Regions from separate parts of the Pan troglodytes genome. Here region 1 is linked to region 2. Evidence: chromatin contacts called from public Hi-C data. All regions are on one chromosome and are shown on one strand. The core of a region is the stretch at or near the end of the contact, and the rest is flanking DNA. Distances in the headings are between cores, read along the strand shown. Region 1 holds the start of UBB (ubiquitin B). Region 2 has its middle 24 kb from the start of LRRC75A.

Region 1 (6,414 bases), core at 350-2,849, 140 kb before region 2:
GCTCACATCTGTAATCCCAGCACTTTGGGAGGCCGAGGCAGGCAGATCACCTGAGGTCAGGAGTTCGAGACCAGCCTGACCAACATGGTGAAACCCCATCTGTACTAAAAAATACAAAAATTAGCCAGGCATGGTGACACGCACCTGTAATCCCAGCTACTCAGGAAGCTGAGGCAGGAGAATCGCTTGAACCAGGGAGGTGGAGGTTGCAGTGAGCCACATCACGCCACTGGCCTTCAGCCTGGGTGACAGAGCGAGACTCCGTCTCAAAAAATAAATACAAAATTAAAAAGCCAGGCGTGGTCCACGGTCCCAGCCACTTGGGAGGCTGAGGTGACAGGATAACTTGAGCCCTGGAGGTCGAGGCTGCAGTGAACGGTGATCACACCACTGCACACCAGCCTGGGGACACAGCCAGACGTTGTCGCAAAAAAGCAAAAACAACTGGCCAGTGTATGAGGGGCTCGTGTGTTTTGTTTGTCTGTTTGTTGAGACAGAGTCTCACTCTGTCGCCAGACTGGAATGCAGTGGCACATTCTCGGCCCACTGCAATCTCTGCCTCCTGGGTTCAAGCAATTATCTGCCTCAGCCTCCCAAGTAGCTGGGATTACAGGCGCCCGCCACCACGCCCGGCTAATTTTTTTGTATTTTTAGTAGAGACGGGGTTTCACCACCTTGGCCAGGCTGGTCTTGAACCCCTGACCTCATGATCCACCCGCCTCGGCCTCCCAAAGTGCTGGGATTACAGGCGTGAGCCTCTGCGCCCGGCCAGGGGCGCGCGTTTTTAAAACATGGGAGAGGGAATTGTGCTTCACAATCACCACCAGGTGTCTCGATATCTGGTGCCACGCCGTCCCGCTTCTGAGGCGCGGCGGCCCACTTTGGCAGGCCGAGGCGGGTGGATTACCTGAGGTCAGGAGTTCGAGACCAGCCTGACCAACATGGTGAAACCCCCGTCTCTACTAAAAATACAAAAAATTAGCCGGACGTGGTGGCGCATGCCTGTAATCCCAGCTACTTGGGAGGCTGAGGCAGGAGAATCGCTTGAACCCGGGAGGCAGAGGTTGCGATGAGCCGAGATCGCGCCATTGCACTCCAGCCTGGGAAACAAGAGCGAAACTCCGTCTCAAGAAAAAAAAAGGAAAAAAAAGGAAACACCTCCCTCCTTCTCCCGCCGGAAATACCCTCTTTCAGGACGGCGCGCCTGTGCAGCGCACGCGCGCTCAGTTACTTAGCAACCTCGGCGCTAAGCCACCCCAGGTGGAGCCCAGCAACAACAGAGCCACCGCGTCCCCCACCAATCAGCGCCGACCTCGCCTTCGCAGGCCTAACCAATCAGTGCCGGCGCTGCAAGGAAGTTTCCAGAGCTTTCGAGGAAGGTTTCTTTAACTCAAATTCATCCGCCTGATAATTTTCTTTTATTTTCCTAAAGAAGGAAGAGAAGCGCATAGAGGAGAAGGGAAATAATTTTTTAGGATCCTTTCTTAAGGCTATGAGGAATTTGGGGCTCAGTTGAAAAGCCTAAACTGCGTCTCGGGAGGTTGGGCGCGGCGAACTACTTTCAGCGGCGCACGGAGACGGCGTCTACGTGAGGGGTGATAAGTGACGCAACACTCGTTGCATAAATTTGCGCTCCGCCAGCCCGGAGCATTTAGGGGCGGTTGGCTTTGTTGGGTGAGCTTGTTTGTGTCCCTGTGGGTGGACGTGGTTGGTGATTCGCAGGATCCTGGTATCCGCTAACAGGTACTGGCCCGCAGCCGTAACGACCCTGGGGGGGCGTGAGAGGGGGGAATGGGTGAGGTCAAGGTGGAGGCTTCTTGGGGTTGGGTGGGCCGCTGAGGGGAGGGCGTGGGGGAGGGGAGGGCGAGGTGACGCGGCGCTGGGCCTTTCCGGGAGAGTGGGCCTTGTTGACCTGAGGGGGGCGAGGGCGGTTGGCGCGCGCGCGTTGACGGAAACTAACGGACGCCTAACCGATCGGCGATTTTGTCGAGTTTACTTCGCGGGGAAGGCGGAAAAGAGGTAGTTGGTGTGGTTTCTGGAAGCCTTTACTTTGGAATCCCAGTGTGAGAAAGGTGCCCCTTCTTGTGTTTCAATGGGATTTTTATTTCGCGAGTCTTGTGGGTTTGGTTTTGTTTTGTTTGCCTAACACCGTGCTTAGGTTTGAGGCAGATTGGAGTTCGGTCGGGGGAGTTTGAATATCCGGAACAGTTAGTGGGGAAAGCTGTGCACGCTTGGTAAGAGAGCGCTCTGGATTTTCCGCTGTTGACGTTGAAACCTTGAATGACGAGTTTCGTATTAAGTGACTTAGCCTTGTAAAATTGAGGGGAGGCTTGCGGAATATTAACGTATTTAAGGCATTTTGAAGGAATAGTTGCTAATTTTGAAGAATATTAGATGTAAAAGCAAGAAATACAATGATCCTGAGGTGACACGCTTATGTTTTTACTGTTAAACTAGGTCAAAATGCAGATCTTCGTGAAAACCCTTACCGGCAAGACCATCACCCTTGAGGTGGAGCCCAGTGACACCATCGAAAATGTGAAGGCCAAGATCCAGGATAAGGAAGGCATCCCTCCCGACCAGCAGAGGCTCATCTTTGCAGGCAAGCAGCTGGAAGATGGCCGTACTCTTTCTGACTACAACATCCAGAAGGAGTCGACCCTGCATCTGGTCCTGCGTCTGAGAGGTGGTATGCAGATCTTCGTGAAGACCCTGACTGGCAAGACCATCACCCTGGAAGTGGAGCCCAGTGACACCATCGAAAATGTGAAGGCCAAGATCCAGGATAAAGAAGGCATCCCTCCCGACCAGCAGAGGCTCATCTTTGCAGGCAAGCAGCTGGAAGATGGCCGCACTCTTTCTGACTACAACATCCAGAAGGAGTCGACCCTGCACCTGGTCCTGCGTCTGAGAGGTGGTATGCAGATCTTCGTGAAGACCCTGACCGGCAAGACCATCACTCTGGAGGTGGAGCCCAGTGACACCATCGAAAATGTGAAGGCCAAGATCCAAGATAAAGAAGGCATCCCTCCCGACCAGCAGAGGCTCATCTTTGCAGGCAAGCAGCTGGAAGATGGCCGCACTCTTTCTGACTACAACATCCAGAAAGAGTCGACCCTGCACCTGGTCCTGCGCCTGAGGGGTGGCTGTTAATTCTTCAGTCTTGGCATTCGCAGTGCCCAGTGATGGCATTACTCTGCACTACAGCCATTTGCCCCAACTTAAGTTTAGAAATTACAAGTTTCAGTAATAGCTGAACCTGTTCAAAATGTTAATAAAGGTTTCGTTGCATGGTAGCATACTTGGTGTTTTGTCATGAAATTCTCTAGTGATGTGTGGGTACGCTTAAACTGGTGAAAATGTTTAGGGATTTAATTTTGAGATTGGTAATGTGCTCAAAGTTAAGTCATTTGACTCTGGTATACACTTGGGTGGGCTGAGGGGTAAGAGCCTTCTTTGCTGTTTAAGTCATTACAAGTTAGGATCCTGGGTTAATGGCAAACTTTCTGAAGCTCGAATTTAAAGTCTGTTGGGAGGCCGAGGCAGGCGGATCACGAGGTCAAGATATGGAGACCACCCTGGCCAACATGGTGAAACCTTGTCTCTACTAAAAAAATTAGCTGGGCGTGGTGTCGCATGCTTGTAGTCCCAGCTATTAGGGAGGCTGAGGCAGGAGAATCACTTGAACCTGGGAGGCAGAGGTTGCAGTGAGCCGAGATCGTGCCACTGCACCCCAGCCTGGCGACAGAGCAAGACAACATCTCAAAAAGTTGGATATGCAGGCTTTTTAAAAGATGGTCTTGCTCTGTAGTCCAGACTGGTATACAGTGGCACGATGACAGCTCACTATCATTCCTGGGCTCAAGTGATTGCAGGCATTTTCTTTACATTGAAGGAAAGCAAATGCGCCTGTTGAGACCTAATCAAGGATTGCTGGAGAAACAAAGTTTTGATTCAGGCTGCTTGAATAGTGGTAACGTAACTGCTTTCAGTTCTGCAATTAATTGGGTGACTATGAGCTGTTTATTGCTCTGTAGTGTATTACACCAAAGTGTTTAACCTGGGTGGTAGTATGGGACCATAATCTTGTCTCTTTGCTGTATATGCTTTAACTGATGAGCCAAGCAGCAGCTAATCACTGAGTATGGAAGAGGACTGGCTGAGGAGAAAGATGGCTTGCAGGTACTTAATGTTGAAAACGGTATTCTGATCTAAGACAATCTTCCTGATCTTGATAGGTGGCAAGTTAAAGTGGTTCCTCACTTTATTTTTGGACAGTCTCTCTCTCTTGCCCCAGGCTGGAGTGCAGTGGTGCGATCTCGGCTCACTGCAACCTCCACCTCCCAGGTTCAAGCAGTTCTCCTGCCTCAGTCCCCCACATAGCTGGGACTACAGGGGCACACCAGCTAATTTTTGTATTTTCAGTAGAGATGGGGTTTTACCATGTTGACCAAGCTGGTCTCAAACTCCTGGCCTCAAGTGATCCGCCCACCTTAACCTCTCAAAGTGCTGGGATTACAGGCATGAGCCATCAAGCCCAGCCATGCTGTTGGTTCTTAATGACACAGCTTAACTTTATTGTGAAAAGATTGCAGCAACAAATGAGATTTTACCTGTATTTGTTAAAAATGCTTATCCTTGTCTAAGTCTGGCAACATAAGCAGTTCTTAGGCTTCTATGCCAATGGACACTAGGCAGTAATACATGTGCAGTGCTAATAGAAAATATTGGAGTAAGGGTGTACTAAGGAAGTTCTCAATCTTTCCCCTTCACTATCTTCTGTAATGTAACTTCAATAAATGTGATTCTCATCTTGGCACAAAATTGGGAATGGTGTGGGGAGCGCTGTTTTTCCCAGGTTTATAGTAGAGAAATAATGTTTTCTGGTACTAAAACTGGCGTGGTAAGTGCATACTTAGAGTAAGGGCTTTAAATCACGGGCCAGTTAATCTCTAGTTAGTGGTTTGGTATGCAAGAAGTATCCATGGGTGTATTACACAAATGCAGGAATACCATATCTAGAAATACACCTTTGATATTCATAGTGTACCTGAGAATGGTTTCACGCATAATTTTAGGTAAACTGCCTTAGTCACTCTGGTTTTACGGATCTTTGCCCACAGTTCCTCGTTCATAACTTCTATAGCCCTTGTTATAGTCATGTTGGGTGTGTTAGGCCACAGGAAACTCACTTCACTTCTGCCCTTTTACCTTCACTAAGACAGGACTCTTGATCTTCCCCTACCTTTCTGTGAGTCCTAAGACCCCCATTTCAGAGAGGGTTCTGTCCTATACCCTGCGGAAAGGAATGCTGTCATCTTGAAGCCTCCCTAGAAAACCAAGAGGACTGAGTTTGGATATGTGAACGCATGGAGGTTCCTGGAGGATGGCACACCCAGGCAAGGCATTAAAGCTTTGCACCCCTTCCCCCATACCTTGTCCTATGCATCTCTTCAACTGAGTCCTTTGTAATATCTTTATAATAAATCAGCAAATGTGGCCAGGCGTGGTGGCTCATGCCTATAATCCCAGCACTTTGGGAGGTGGAGGTGGGAGGATCACTTGAGGCTAGAGCTTGGGGCCAGACTGGGCAATGGGCTATTGACAAAAAAAAAAAAAAGTTTAAATGGGCTTGGTGACATATACCTGTAGTCCTAGCTACTTGGGAAGCTTAGGTGGAAGGATGGCTTTTGAGTCCAGGAGTTCCAGGCCAGCCTAACACAGCAAGATCTTGTCACTAAAAATCTAGCTTTTCAAACCTGGAAAATTAAAAAGTTTCACTGAATACCTAAAAACTATTATCTGGGGCAATAGGGCTTAAAATACTGTGCTGTGATTTCTCCCAAGGCGTCACTGTCTAACACGATGGGCTCATAAGTCTGTAGTCTGGTGAGTCCTTCAGAAGAAGATTCAGCTATTGCTCTTTAGTTCTCTTTTGGAATTTCTTATTTTCCATGGAGATCCCCCTCTAAGTAATTCATGTATCTCAGCAAATTGACTCTGCACACAAATGAATTTGAGCAATTTTGAGACAGAGTCTTGCTCTGTAGCCCAAGCCAGAGTGCAGTGGCATGATCTTGGCTCACTGCAACATCTGTCTCCCAGGTTCAAGCAATTCTTGTGCCTCAGCTTCCTGAGTAGCTGGGATTACAAGAGTGGTCACCACGCCAGGCTAATTTTTGTATTTTTAGTAGAGATGGAGTTTCACCATGTTGGCCAGGCTGGTCTTGAACTCCTGACTTCAGGTGATCCGCCCGCCTCGGCCTCCCGAAGTGGTGGGATGGCAGGCGTGAGCCACCGCACCTGGCCAGGGAAAGGCTCTTTAAATATGTGTTGGAGGCCTGGTCTATGGCCTGATGCCAGTCCAAAATAGTTGTCAGCTCTCAGGTAAATAAAAATGAGAACAGCGGCCAG
Region 2 (6,005 bases), core at 2,694-5,193:
TGTGTCACCCAGGCTGGAGTGCAGTGGCGCAATCTCAGCTCACTGCAACTCCTGCCTCATGGATTCAAGGGGTCCTTCTCCCTCAGCCTCCCAAGTAGCTGGGATTACAGAAGCGTGCCACCATGTCCAGCTAATTTTTGTATATTCTTAGTAGAGACGGGATTTCACCATGTTGGCCAGGCTGGTCTTGAACTACTGACCTCAGGTGATCCACCCGCCTCAGCCTCCCAAAGTGTAGGGATTACAGGCGTGAGCCACCGTGCCTGGCCCATCCTAGTTTCTTTCTTTTTTTTTTTTTTTTTTTTGAGATGGAGTTTCGCTCTTGTTGCCCAGGCTGGAGTGCAATGGCATGATCTTGGCTCATAGCAACCTCCGCCTCCCGGGTTCAAGCCATTCTCCTGCCTCAGCCTCCGGAGTAGCTGGGATTACAGGCATGCGCCACCACGCCTGGCTAATTTTGTATTTTTAGTAGAGAAGGGGTTTCTCCATGTTGGTCAGGCTGGTCTCAAACTCCGGACCTCAGGTGATCCGCCCACCTCGGCCTCCCAAAGTGCTGGGATTACAGGCGTGAGCCACTGCGCCCGGCCATTTATTTCATTCATCATACTTATCATACTCTGTGATTCCTTGCTTGATTTGTTTACTTGTTTACTGTCCACCTTTCCTACCAGAATTAAGCTCCCTGAGGGCCAGGTTCCATCTGTCTTGGTTCTTGCAGTGTCTCCATACCTGTCACAGTGGTTGGCATGCCCCTGCTTGTGATGTGTGTAACAGAATATGCCTTTTGCCAATGCTCGGGGTGTTGCTGGGGTTTTGCTGAGGTTTTCCACTTTTCTCTGCACATGGTGACTTAAAGGTCTGCAGGCACTTCTTTGAATCTACTCTTATTTCCGCCATGCCTCGCAGAAGTTCCTTGAGGTCTCTGAGGCCTGAGCGGCCGTTTTCTTCTATGTCTAGTGTAATCACCCTCTACTTTCATACTCTTTTAGTCATTTCAGTGACAACTTGGAAGATGGGGATTCCCGGTACGAGATTGGAAAGGCATAAAATGATACGGCAGTGATCGCTCTTTGGAGATGGTGCTCATAGTCTCACCTTCCAGGGGTTTTTCCTTCATTCTACAAATATTTATTTATTGGCAGGGGCTCGGTTCACTCTCTTGAGCCACTCTCTTGGGCAAGTTCCAAGTCCTCATGTTGACCTGTCTGCTGCATTTGCCATTGCGACTGCTCTTTCCTGTCTGGGGCTTTCTCCACCCTCTTGTTTCTCAGTGCAGTAGGGGTCAAGACCCTGTTCCTTCCTAGTTTGCCTTCTTCCTCTTTGACATCACCTCTCCATCTTCCTCAGAGAATCCCCCCCTTCCTTCAGTATACCACATGGCACATTGGTCCACTGATTTGCCCTTGTCCAGCTTCTCGTCCCAGGCAGTCTCCTCCGAGGCCTTTGGTTCAGTTCCCTTCTGCAGGAGCTGGTTCTCAATTGCGCGTGTGGAGTCAGAGCACAATCACATCTCAAACTCAACACGTGCAGAGTGGAGGTCGCTTCCTCCCCACACCCTTGCTCCTCTCGCTTCTCTTTCCCTCAGCATTTCCCTGCTCCTCATCCAACTTGCAGCCAACTCTTGTGGATTCTACATTCCCAGCATCTCTCTGGGACCCTACCTCTCCATCCTGGCTACCCTTGCCTTAGTCCCAGCCAGAATCATGTTTTTGTTTTGTTTTGTTTTGTTTTCCCAAGACAAAGTCTTTTTCTGTCACCCAGGCTGGAGTGCAGTGGCTCGATCTTGGCTCACTGCAACTTCCGCCTCTTGGGTTCAAGTGGTTCTCCTGCCCCAGCCTCCCGAGTAGCTGGGATTACAGGCGTGTGCCACCACGCCTGGCTAATTTTTGTATTTTTAGTAGAGACAGGGTTTCACCATGTTGGCCAGGCTGGTCTCGAACTCCTGACCTCGTGATCCACCCACCTCAGCCTCCCAAAGTGTTGGGATTACAGGCGTGAGCCACGGTGTCTGACCCATGTTTTATGTCTGTTAGTGTGACCCCTATCTTCTTGCCTCCAGTTCTTCTCTCCTTTTAGCTCCTCCATGCCTCCTTTAAATGATCTTCCTATAATACAGTATTGTACTATATCTGCAATACAGCATTGTATCCAACTTCCTCCTTTCATTTATTTATTTATTTTTTTTTTGAGATGGAGTCCTGCTTTTGTTGCCCAGGCTGGAGTGCAATGGCACAATCTTGGCTGACTGCAACCTCTGCCTCCCGGGTTCAAGTGATTCTCCTCCCTCAGCCTCCCGAATGGCTGGGATTACAGGTGCCTGCCACCACGCCGGGCTAATTTTTGTATTTTTAGTAGAGACAGGGTTTCGCCATGTTGACCAGGCTGGTCTTGAACTCCTGACCTCGTGATCTGCCTGCCTTGGCCTCCCAAAGTGCTGGGATTACAGGCGCAAGCCACCGCGCCCAGCCTGACTTCATCCTCAATACTTCAATACCTTGAACGCTGAATTAAGTCCCAAATCCTTGTCACCAGAGGCCCTTCATGGCCGGGCCCCTGCCCATCTCTCCAGCCTCCCCTCCATCCCTTGCACCCTACACTCCAAGTCTGCAGAACTGTTTGGAGGTGCCCAGAGTGTACTACCCTACCCTACCACACTGTGCTGCTTCCTTTTCACAAACACCTCTGTATTCGTTTGCTAGAGCTGTCATAACAAAATACCACAGCCCGGGTGGTTTAAACAACAGAAAGTTGTTTCTTCCCAATTCCAGAGGCTAGAAGTTCAAGATCAAGGTGTTGGCAGGGTTGGTTCCTTCAGAGGCCTCTCTCCTTGCTTGTGGATGGCATCTTCTCCCTGCCTCTTCGTGTGGTCATCCCTTTGTGGGTGTCTCTGTGGGTGTCTGTGTCCTAATCGCCTCATAAGGACACCAATCCTACTGGACTGGGGTCCACCTTAATGACCTCATTTTGACTTAATTACTTCTTTAGAGACCTATCTCCAAATAAGGTCCTATTCTGAGGTTGTGGGTATTAGACTTCATGAATAATTTTGGGGGGACCATAATTCAGCCCATAACGCTTCTCCCTCTGGCTAAAAATGAATGTCATTCTCACATGCAAAATACATTCACCCCATCCCAACAGTTTCCAAATCTTAACTCTTTGCAGCACCAACTTTTAAGTTCAAAATCTCATCTAAATCTCATCTAAACCCAGTATGGGTGAGGCTCCCAGTATACTTCTTCCTGAGGCAAAGTTTCTCTCCAGCTGTGAAACTGAAACCGGACAACAAGCTATGTACCTCCAAGACCTAGGGGTGGGGCCAGCATAGAAAGAAATTGGAAAGGAGAAAGGGGTCACGTGTTAGGGTACTTCCATGTATGCATTTCTGAGGTTAACTCAATGGAGAGTAGCCTCCTTTGAGTGAACCTGGAAGATGCCACTCGCCATTTAACGTCCACTTATCAGGGTGCCCATTTGGAAGCCTCTTCCTCCTGTGCTTCTCCGTACGCCACCCAATATATCTCTCCATCTCAGCGCCATAACACTCACCACATCCATTTGATGGCTGACTCTCTTCCCTGCCAGACTACACACCTCACGACTTCCAGTACATGCTCTATGAGAGACTATTACGCACATAAACCCCATGAGAGGGGCTTTGTTGTTTTGTACATGCTGTGTCCTCAGAGTCTAAAACAAGTCTGGTAGATGGCAGGTAATCAACAAATATTTGTTGAATCCGTGAGTGAATACAAATAAACACACACACCAAACGTGTATCATGTGCACATTCTGGATTCTGATTTTCCAGGAGTCTGTGAATCTATGCAGTTTCTTCAAGGAGAGTCCAAGGGGACATCAACACACTCCTCCTTCTCCTCAGTGGCCGGATACCAGCTGAGCAACCGTCAGATGTCTCCGGGTCTCCCGATGACTCACTGAATGCTTTCTTTGGGAGGAGTGGGAGGAGAGGATGGCTGACAAAAATAACTGCGGGCACTTGAAGCGGCATCAAGCCTCTGTCGGCGGGGGAACAACGGGGGCGCATCTGAAGGTTTCTCCCAGGCGGGGCGGGCAGCTCTCTATTCTTCAGCACCGGAGGTTCTCCTATGTGTTTAGAGAATTAGATAAACGTAGAGTGAATGGAATAAAACCGGCATTGCTCCCAAGCAGTCAGCTGCTCTTGCCATATGTGAAATTCTGTATCAGCTGTGAAGGAAACACACAGGAAGGGAGCTTAGTGAACACCGTTAAGGTGATCATTCTGTGTGTCTGTCTTTTTTGTTCTTTAAAAAGGGCTTTATGCTTTGTATTTTATCTCATCTGATGATCACATCAATCAGGTCAGAAGGGCACTTTCACAGAAGAAAAAGGCTCAGAGAGAATCACTGACTTGCTGGAGAGGATCATTAGAGCATGGTTCTCAACATGTGGTCCAAGGACCAGCAGTGTCACCACCACCTGTGAACCTGGTAGACACGCAAACTCTGGGCCCTTTCCAGATCAGAAACTCTGGGGTGGGGCCCGGGAGCCCATTGTACAAGACCTCCAGGTGATTCAAATGCATAGCTGAGTTTGAGAACCCTTGGCTTAGAGTCACACAGGTAACAAGTTACAGATCCTGGGTGTGAACCCAAGGACGTCCTTGGATACTATACTTCAGTGAGTGACTTGCATGTTAGTAGCTGACAATATCTCTCAGGACAATCCCTTGCAATATTAATTTACATTTTGCTTTTGCTTCTACTTCAGTTTATGAAGCCCGGCACAGTCCAGTTCTGGCTACAGCTCCAGCTTCCCTCCCACTCACTGTGCTGGGGCCACACTGGCCTTCTCTCTGTTCTTTAGACACAGCATGCCCTTTTCTGCTCCAGGACCTTTGCACATACTGTTTCCTCTGCCCAGAATGCCATCCCTGCTAGCTTGATTCTTCTCACTTTAAGTCTCGAGGCAGTCATCCTCTTTTCAGAGAGAACTTTAGGACATGCCCATGATGCTCACAGATCGTTCTGTTTAGTCGCATCATAGCACTTGACACCTCCCGAAGTTAACTTGTTTGTTTATTTTATTTTATTTTTGGAGACAGAGTTTCACTCTGTTGCCCAGGCTGGAGTGCAGTGGCACGATCTCGGCTCACTGCAACCTCTGCCCAAGTAGCTGAGACTACAGGCACACGCCACTACACCTGGCTAATTTTATTTTATTTTATTTTTGTATTTTAGTAGAGACGGAGTTTCACCGTGTTGCCCAGGCTGGTCTCAAACTCCTGAGCTCAGGCAATCCACTCGCCTCCCAAAGTGCTAGGATTACAGGCATGAGCCACTGCGCCCGGCCACCTTGTTTGTTTATTAGAAAGTAAATTCCCTGAGAGCAGGGTCCTTCTGGTCCTATCCAATATTGTGTTTCCAAAGTTCACCACAGTGCTTGGCATATAGTAGACACTCAACAAACACTTACTGAAAAAATAAACCATGAACTAGAGGCAACTTGAAAGAGGGAAAAAGCACTTTCCTCCATTCTTGAATCCTGTAAGAATGGCCAGTCTAGGCTGGCTCTCCTTTGGGGAAGGGGGCAGGAAGAAAAATTAACAGTTTCTTGGTTATCAGGGATGCCTAATGGAAGCTGCAGTTGCCACAGATGGCAGGGGAGGGAAGTTAGGCTTAGATGGGAAGAGTGTGGCTGCCTTAAGACTTGCAAGGGGACAGCTCTCTCTCGGTTTTGTTTTTTTTGGAGACGGAGTCTTGCTCTGTCACCCAGGCTGGAGTACAATGGCGCAATCTCGGCTCACCACAACCTCCGCCTCCCGGGTTCAAGCGATTCTCCTGCCTCAGCCTCCTGAGTAGCTGGTATTACAGGCATGCACTACCACACCCGGCTAATGTTGTATTTTTAGTAGAGACGGGGTTTCTCCATGTTGGTCAGGCTGGTCTCGACCTCCTGACCTCAGATGATCGGCCCGCCTCGGCCTCCCAAAGTGCTAGGATTACAGGCATGAGCCACCGCAC

What was found. Hi-C and Micro-C count contacts between places; a contact is called where the count stands out from the background.
Region 1: a Hi-C map of stem cell-derived neural progenitor cells shows a contact between it and region 2, with 3 times the contacts expected there. The contact joins the promoter of UBB here to the enhancer-like site in region 2. A contact is called at or near these places in 1 of 7 Hi-C or Micro-C datasets (stem cell-derived neural progenitor cells) and 1 of 1 datasets of contacts at active chromatin or transcription factors (stem cell-derived excitatory neurons).

Annotation. Positions count from the first base shown.
Region 1 is chr19:53,616,348-53,622,761 of NHGRI_mPanTro3-v2.0_pri, reverse strand. UBB (ubiquitin B) reads left to right here and starts at 1,599. Exons shown (of 2, transcript NM_001009117.2): 1 at 1,599-1,743; 2 at 2,458-3,153. The coding sequence starts at 2,464. The coding sequence ends at 3,153.
Region 2 is chr19:53,475,094-53,481,098 of NHGRI_mPanTro3-v2.0_pri, reverse strand. No RefSeq gene overlaps it. Among named protein-coding and RNA genes, the nearest start is that of LRRC75A, 24 kb to the left of the region's middle. Within about 2 kb of position 3,943, at least 7 of the 24 cell types and tissues checked have an H3K27ac peak or open chromatin away from gene starts, as enhancers often do. A contact at or near this core is called in stem cell-derived neural progenitor cells, where this site is marked.